Linked DNA regions of Mus musculus: region 2 is linked to region 1. Evidence: chromatin contacts called from public HiChIP or PLAC-seq data. All regions are on one chromosome and are shown on one strand. The core of a region is the stretch at or near the end of the contact, and the rest is flanking DNA. Distances in the headings are between cores, read along the strand shown.

Region 1 (2,843 bases), core at 113-2,612:
TCTCTCTCTCCTGTTCTCTCTCTCTCCCTTTCTCCCTCTCCCCACACCTCTCCATTGTCTTCCCTCTCCATTGGCTTCACTATGGCGGCCAGACCCAGCCACCACTCAGAGATTAGGCGACTCTTCCCTCAAGCCCAGATTCAGACCGTGCCTAACGCTGGCCACTGGGTCCACAGCGACAAACCCCAAGACTTCATGGATGCTGTCACCAGCTTCTTGGCTTAAGAAGTAGCTCCTTGGAAGAGCAGCCAGGGGACTCTAGGCTTGGGATCTGTGCCATCTTGCTTCTGCACAGAAAAACTCAGGGGCACGGAGAGGGTCCAGGAGTACAGAAGTGGCCCAACACTTTTAATGAATAAAGACAGTTCCCCTTTAAGCCCTGGATCCGTTTTCACCACCGTCGCCCCCACTGACCCCGGGAGAGTTGAATCCAGGAACTTCTGCCCGGGCTTGTGTTCTCGTGTGTTCCCAGGGTGCCTCTGGGCTCTCCCTGCAGCTGACTCCGCACCCGCTCTCGAACCATATGCTGCATGTCTTCCTGGGCACGGGAGAGAGAGCAGGTCCGAGGCAATCCCTGGGGACGGAGGGGCGGAGGGGCGTCTTCCAAGACTCCCGACTCAGAGGCTCCACCCTACCTCCCAGGCCTCCACCTCCTGTTTCAGCTTCAGTTTCTCCTGCAGGACCTCCAGCAGCTGAGCCTCCACTGTGCGCAGCCTGGCTCGACAGGAGTCCAGCTCCTCTTCCACCGCGCGCTTCCTACAGGCAGTGGGGGATGGGGGTGGGGGTGTTCCAGTGGCTGTCTTCTGGAAATATCTGGAGCCCCCTTCCTCTCCTCTAGTAGGAGTGAGTCCCCACTTCCCCCTCCTCCACCCCACCCCCACCCCCAGAGTTTCTCTCACTTAGCAATGGCTTCATCCCTCTCCTGCAGTACTTGCTCCAGGGAAGGTTCCGCCCGGGTGTCCCCCAGTGCTCCTGCCGCTTGGGATTCTGGGTTCTGTTGGGGAGTGATGGATGAGGAGGCAGTGACCTGGGGCTTGTCAGAAGGAGAAGCCTCACCCTGGGTCCTTCTGCCCTGCCTCTGCCCTGCCTCATGCTATTTCCACTCAGTTTTACCACCCTTTGCCTCCAGGGGGTGCTGCGCCGGCATCTTGTAAAGGAGACCCTTAGTCTGGCTAGCCGGGAAGTAGACTATGGGACTTTGCAGAATGGACAGTGTTTGAAGCTCCTGAGGAGAAAGGAGTTCCCACACAGCCCTACAGAAATGCTACTGAGTGCTCTGGAGTCGCTTACCTTTCTATGAGCTTAGAGAGTCAAGGCCTGGTGACTGAGACTTGTCAGTTGGTAGAGGCTAGAAGACAGAGCCCTTTGCCCTTCCAGGCAAGGCACTCCCTAGCAGACTCCACCTACAGGAGGACAGCCTGGGGCAAGGAGCAAGTGCACCTCCCTCTTAACACCTTGGAAGGCCCCAAGCCTTTTCCCCAATTCTTGCCGTCTGTCGCCTCCAGGGGGCGCTCCACCCGTGTCTCAGAGGAACAGACAACCTAGGTTTAGTTTAGTTGTAATGCCAAGCATCAGGCAGTGTCTCGTCTAGTCTCCGCCCCCCCTCGCCCCCCCCCCCCGCCCTGCCACGAGGGGTTGACTCTGTGCTAGTTCTTCAAGGAATCATCTGCCCCCAGAATTCTTTTTTTTTTTTAATTAAAGATTTATTTATTATTATATGTAAGTACACTGTAGCTGTCTTCAGACACACCAGAAGAGGGAGTCAGATCTTGTTACAGATGGTTGTGAGCCACCATGTGGTTACTGGGATTTGAACTCTGGACCTTCGGAAGAGCAGTCGGGTGCTCTTACCCACTGAGCCATCTCTCCAGCCCGCCCCCAGAATTCTTATCCCACCTCAAGAGGAAAAAAACAAAAACCCAAGGAACCAGGCATGCTTACCATTTTATTTTTTTTGTTTTGTTTTGTTTTGTTTTGTTTTTCAAGACAGGGTTTCTCTATGTCACCCCGGTTATCCTCTGTAGATCAGGCTGGCCTTGAACTCAGAGACCCACCTACCTCTGCCTTCTGAATGCTGGGAATAAAGGCGTGCGCCTCCACCGCCTGGTTCATTACCAATAGCTTGAATCCCATCTTACCTTTATGCTGTTACTAGTATACCCCAAACACGCAGTGCCTGGGAAGCAGTCTAACTGAACTCAGCATTTCCAAGCTGAGGGACTTTTGTTTGTTTTGAGATAGGGCTTCTCTGTGAGACACCACTGCTTGACTCTAAAATGACCACCAATCCATATTGGAAATAGAAAAATACTTTTGAGATTTTGAGCATCTCTTTTGTTGTTGTTTATTTGTTTTTGGTTTTCTCTGTATAGCCCTGGCTGTCCTGGACCTCACTCTGTAGACCAGGCTGGCCTCGAACTCAGAAATCTGCCTCCCAAGGGATTCTACTAGGCAGGGGCTCTACCACTGAGCCACGCCCCCAGCCTCTCACTGGGGGATTCTAGGCAGATGCTCTACCATTGAGCCATACCCCAGCCCATAATATAGCATTTTGTATAAGGGACTTGAGCATCTCAGCATCCTAAGATTGGATAATGGTAGAGAGGTTTTTGTTTTTTGTTTTTTGTTTTGTGTGGCCTTAGCTATCCTCTGTAGACCAGGTTGACCTTGAATTTAGAGGAAACTCTGCCTCCTGAGTGCTTTGGTTTATTTATTTATTAATTTATTTATTTAATCTATGTATACGAGTACACTGTAGTTGTCCTCAGACACTCCAAAAGAGGGCATCAGATCCCATTACAGATGGTTGTGAGCCATCATATGGTTGCTGGAAATTGAACTTG
Region 2 (2,843 bases), core at 164-2,663, 870 kb after region 1:
TGGCTGTCCTGGAACTCACTCTGTAGACCAGGCTGGCCTCGAACTCAGAAACCCACCTGCCTCTGCCTCCCAAGTGCTGGGATTAAAGTCGTGCACCACCACCACCTGGCCCAGCTTGCTCTCTTATAGAACCAAGACTACCAGCCCAAGAATGGCTCCACCCACAATGCCCCCCCCCCCCCGATCTCTAATTGAGAAAATGCCTTATAGCTGGATCTCATGGAGGTATTTCCTCAAAGGAGGCTCCTTTCTCTGTGATAACTCCAGCTTGTATCAATTTGACACTAAACCAGCCAGTACAAGTATCCAGGTTCAAATTCTAGCACCCACCTGGCATTCCAATTTCTGATACTCTCTGTAACTCAAGATCTAACACTCTCACACAGACATTCATGTAGGCAAAACACTGATACACATTATATATATATATATATATATATATATATATATATATATATATATAATAAAAAAAAAAAGCGGCCGGGTGTGGTGGGGCACGCCTTTAATCCCAGCACTCCGGAGGCACGGGCAGGTGGATTTCTGAGTTCGAGGCCAGCCTGGTCTACAAAGTGAATTCCAGGACAGCCAGGGCTATACAGAGAAACCCTGTCTCGAAAAACCAAAAAAAAAAAAAAAAAAAAAAGCATCAAATAGCCCAGCGGTGGTGATGCACACCTTTAATCCCAGCACTTGGGAGGCAGAGGCAGGCGGGTTTCTGAATTCGAGGCCAGCCTGGTCTACAAAGTGAGTTCCAGGACAACCAGGGCTATGCAGAGAAACATTGTCTTCAGAAAAAAAAAAAAAAAAAAAAAAAAAAAAGCAAAGCAAAACAAAACAAAAAAAAAGCATCAAAATAAAAAAAGAAAAATCCTACTTCAGAGAGAGAGAGAGAGAGAGAGAGAGAGAGAGAGAGAGAGGAGAGAGGAGAGAGAAAGAGAGAAAGAAGAAAGAAAGTCAGTTTCTGGGTCAGAAAGATACTCAGTGAACACTAAGGCGCCTGCCACGAAGCCTTTGCTCCCCAGGAGATACACTATAGAAGACAGCTATCTTGCCGGTGTCATGAGACCTCCACAGGTGTGCCATGACATGTGTGTTCCCACGGGCCTCCTTCTGGTTCAGACCAGGTTCAGTTGCTTCCCAGTTGCGACACAAAAGACCTAACCTCTCCTGGTTATTCTCAATAAAAAATGGGGCTGGCCCCAGGCCACCGCCCTTCAGCCAGCAGTGTCCTAAACCCGACAGTGGGAATCGCTCCAGCTACCGGTATTACGCCGTCATTTGTTTTCTTCAACAAGAGAAGTTTCCAGATGGGGGCAGAACCTTCCTGGCCCCGCCTGCCCGCCCCCTTTGCAAGCTTAGGGGGAGGAATGCAGAGGGGAGGGGCGGCGAGGGGCGGCCCCTGAGACGGTCATTGCCATTAATAGAGACCTGAAGCACCGCCTGCTAAAAATACCCGGCTGGGCACACATAAAAGCACGCTGGGGCTCCAGTCCGGCACTTCTCGGATCCTCAGCCCAGTGCTTCTAGATCCTCAGCCTTGACCAGCCAAGAACATGACCGAGCGCCGCGTGCCCTTCTCGCTGCTGCGGAGCCCGAGCTGGGAACCATTCCGGGACTGGTACCCTGCACACAGCCGCCTCTTCGATCAAGCTTTCGGGGTGCCCCGGTTGCCCGATGAGTGGTCGCAGTGGTTCAGCGCCGCTGGGTGGCCCGGATACGTGCGCCCGCTGCCCGCCGCGACCGCCGAGGGCCCCGCGGCGGTGACCCTGGCCGCACCAGCCTTCAGCCGAGCGCTCAACCGACAGCTCAGCAGCGGGGTCTCGGAGATCCGACAGACGGCTGATCGCTGGCGCGTGTCCCTGGACGTCAACCACTTCGCTCCGGAGGAGCTCACAGTGAAGACCAAGGAAGGCGTGGTGGAGATCACTGGTGAGTTTCCCTTGTGCCCAGAGGGGACGAAGCTGCCGAGGCGAGAGTGGTGGCTGGGGGGCTGAGGGTGGGGGCTGAAACCCTGAGGAATAGAACCCTGAGAAGTTAGAAATGAACCTAGGGACCCGGAGCCCGCATCATTCTCCTTTGCCTGCTTCTCTTGCCCCGGAACGCGGGGTGCAGGTTGCTCTTAAAAGCTCTGTCATCTTCGATGATATGGACCAACAGCTGGGGATGTAGCTCAGGGTAGAGCTTCGCCTGGCCTGCCGGGAGGCCTTGAGGCTTTGCGTTCCACCCGCAGCACAGAAACAAAATGAAGGAAGACCCAACACACCTTCTGGAAGACCTCATTCCCAAATAAGCAAGCGGCAGGATCAGGGTCCCTAGACCCAGCCGCAGAGGCTTTGAGTATACCTACCCTGGTATCCAAGTCTGGGTCAGAGCCAAGCCCTTCGCATCCCAAATCTCAGAAGGGAAGTTTCTGGAAAGTTTTAAGATTCCAGACAGTCAGGCACCCCGCCGCACTCGGGTTTGTTTGCCTCCCTGGGGGGTCCCAGCCACTCCTTAGCTAGGACAGCAGAGGGCTGCTTCTGACCTTCTGTCCCCACCCACAGGCAAGCACGAAGAAAGGCAGGACGAACATGGCTACATCTCTCGGTGCTTCACCCGGAAATACACGTGAGTTCTGATTCCTTGCATGGAGGGCGGGGAGGTGGGGGGGAGGGGGAGCGGACCCAGGGCGGAGGGCGAAGAGCCCCGGGTCAGGAGGGATGTGTAACCCTTGCCCTGATTTTCTGTGTGTCCAGGCTCCCTCCAGGTGTGGACCCCACCCTAGTGTCCTCTTCCCTATCCCCTGAGGGCACACTTACCGTGGAGGCTCCGTTGCCCAAAGCAGTCACGCAGTCAGCGGAGAT

The links. HiChIP or PLAC-seq counts read pairs in DNA pulled down with a chosen protein or histone mark.
Region 2: a contact with region 1 is called in an HNF4G HiChIP or PLAC-seq map of pancreatic cancer cells. The contact joins the promoter of Hspb1 here to the promoter of Abhd11os in region 1. A contact is called at or near these places in 2 of 115 datasets of contacts at active chromatin or transcription factors (bone marrow-derived macrophages and pancreatic cancer cells).

The regions. Positions count from the first base shown.
Region 1 is chr5:135,011,795-135,014,637 of GRCm38.p6, forward strand. Abhd11os (abhydrolase domain containing 11, opposite strand) reads right to left here and starts at 1,363. Exons shown (of 4, transcript NR_026688.1): 1 at 1,291-1,363; 2 at 900-994; 3 at 636-756; 4 at 328-538. It overlaps Abhd11 (abhydrolase domain containing 11), which reads left to right. Exons shown (of 6, transcript NM_145215.2): 6 at 93-381. The coding sequence ends at 225.
Region 2 is chr5:135,886,506-135,889,348 of GRCm38.p6, forward strand. It overlaps Hspb1 (heat shock protein 1), which reads left to right and starts at 1,414. Exons shown (of 3, transcript NM_013560.2): 1 at 1,414-1,929; 2 at 2,544-2,607; 3 at 2,736-2,843. The coding sequence starts at 1,554.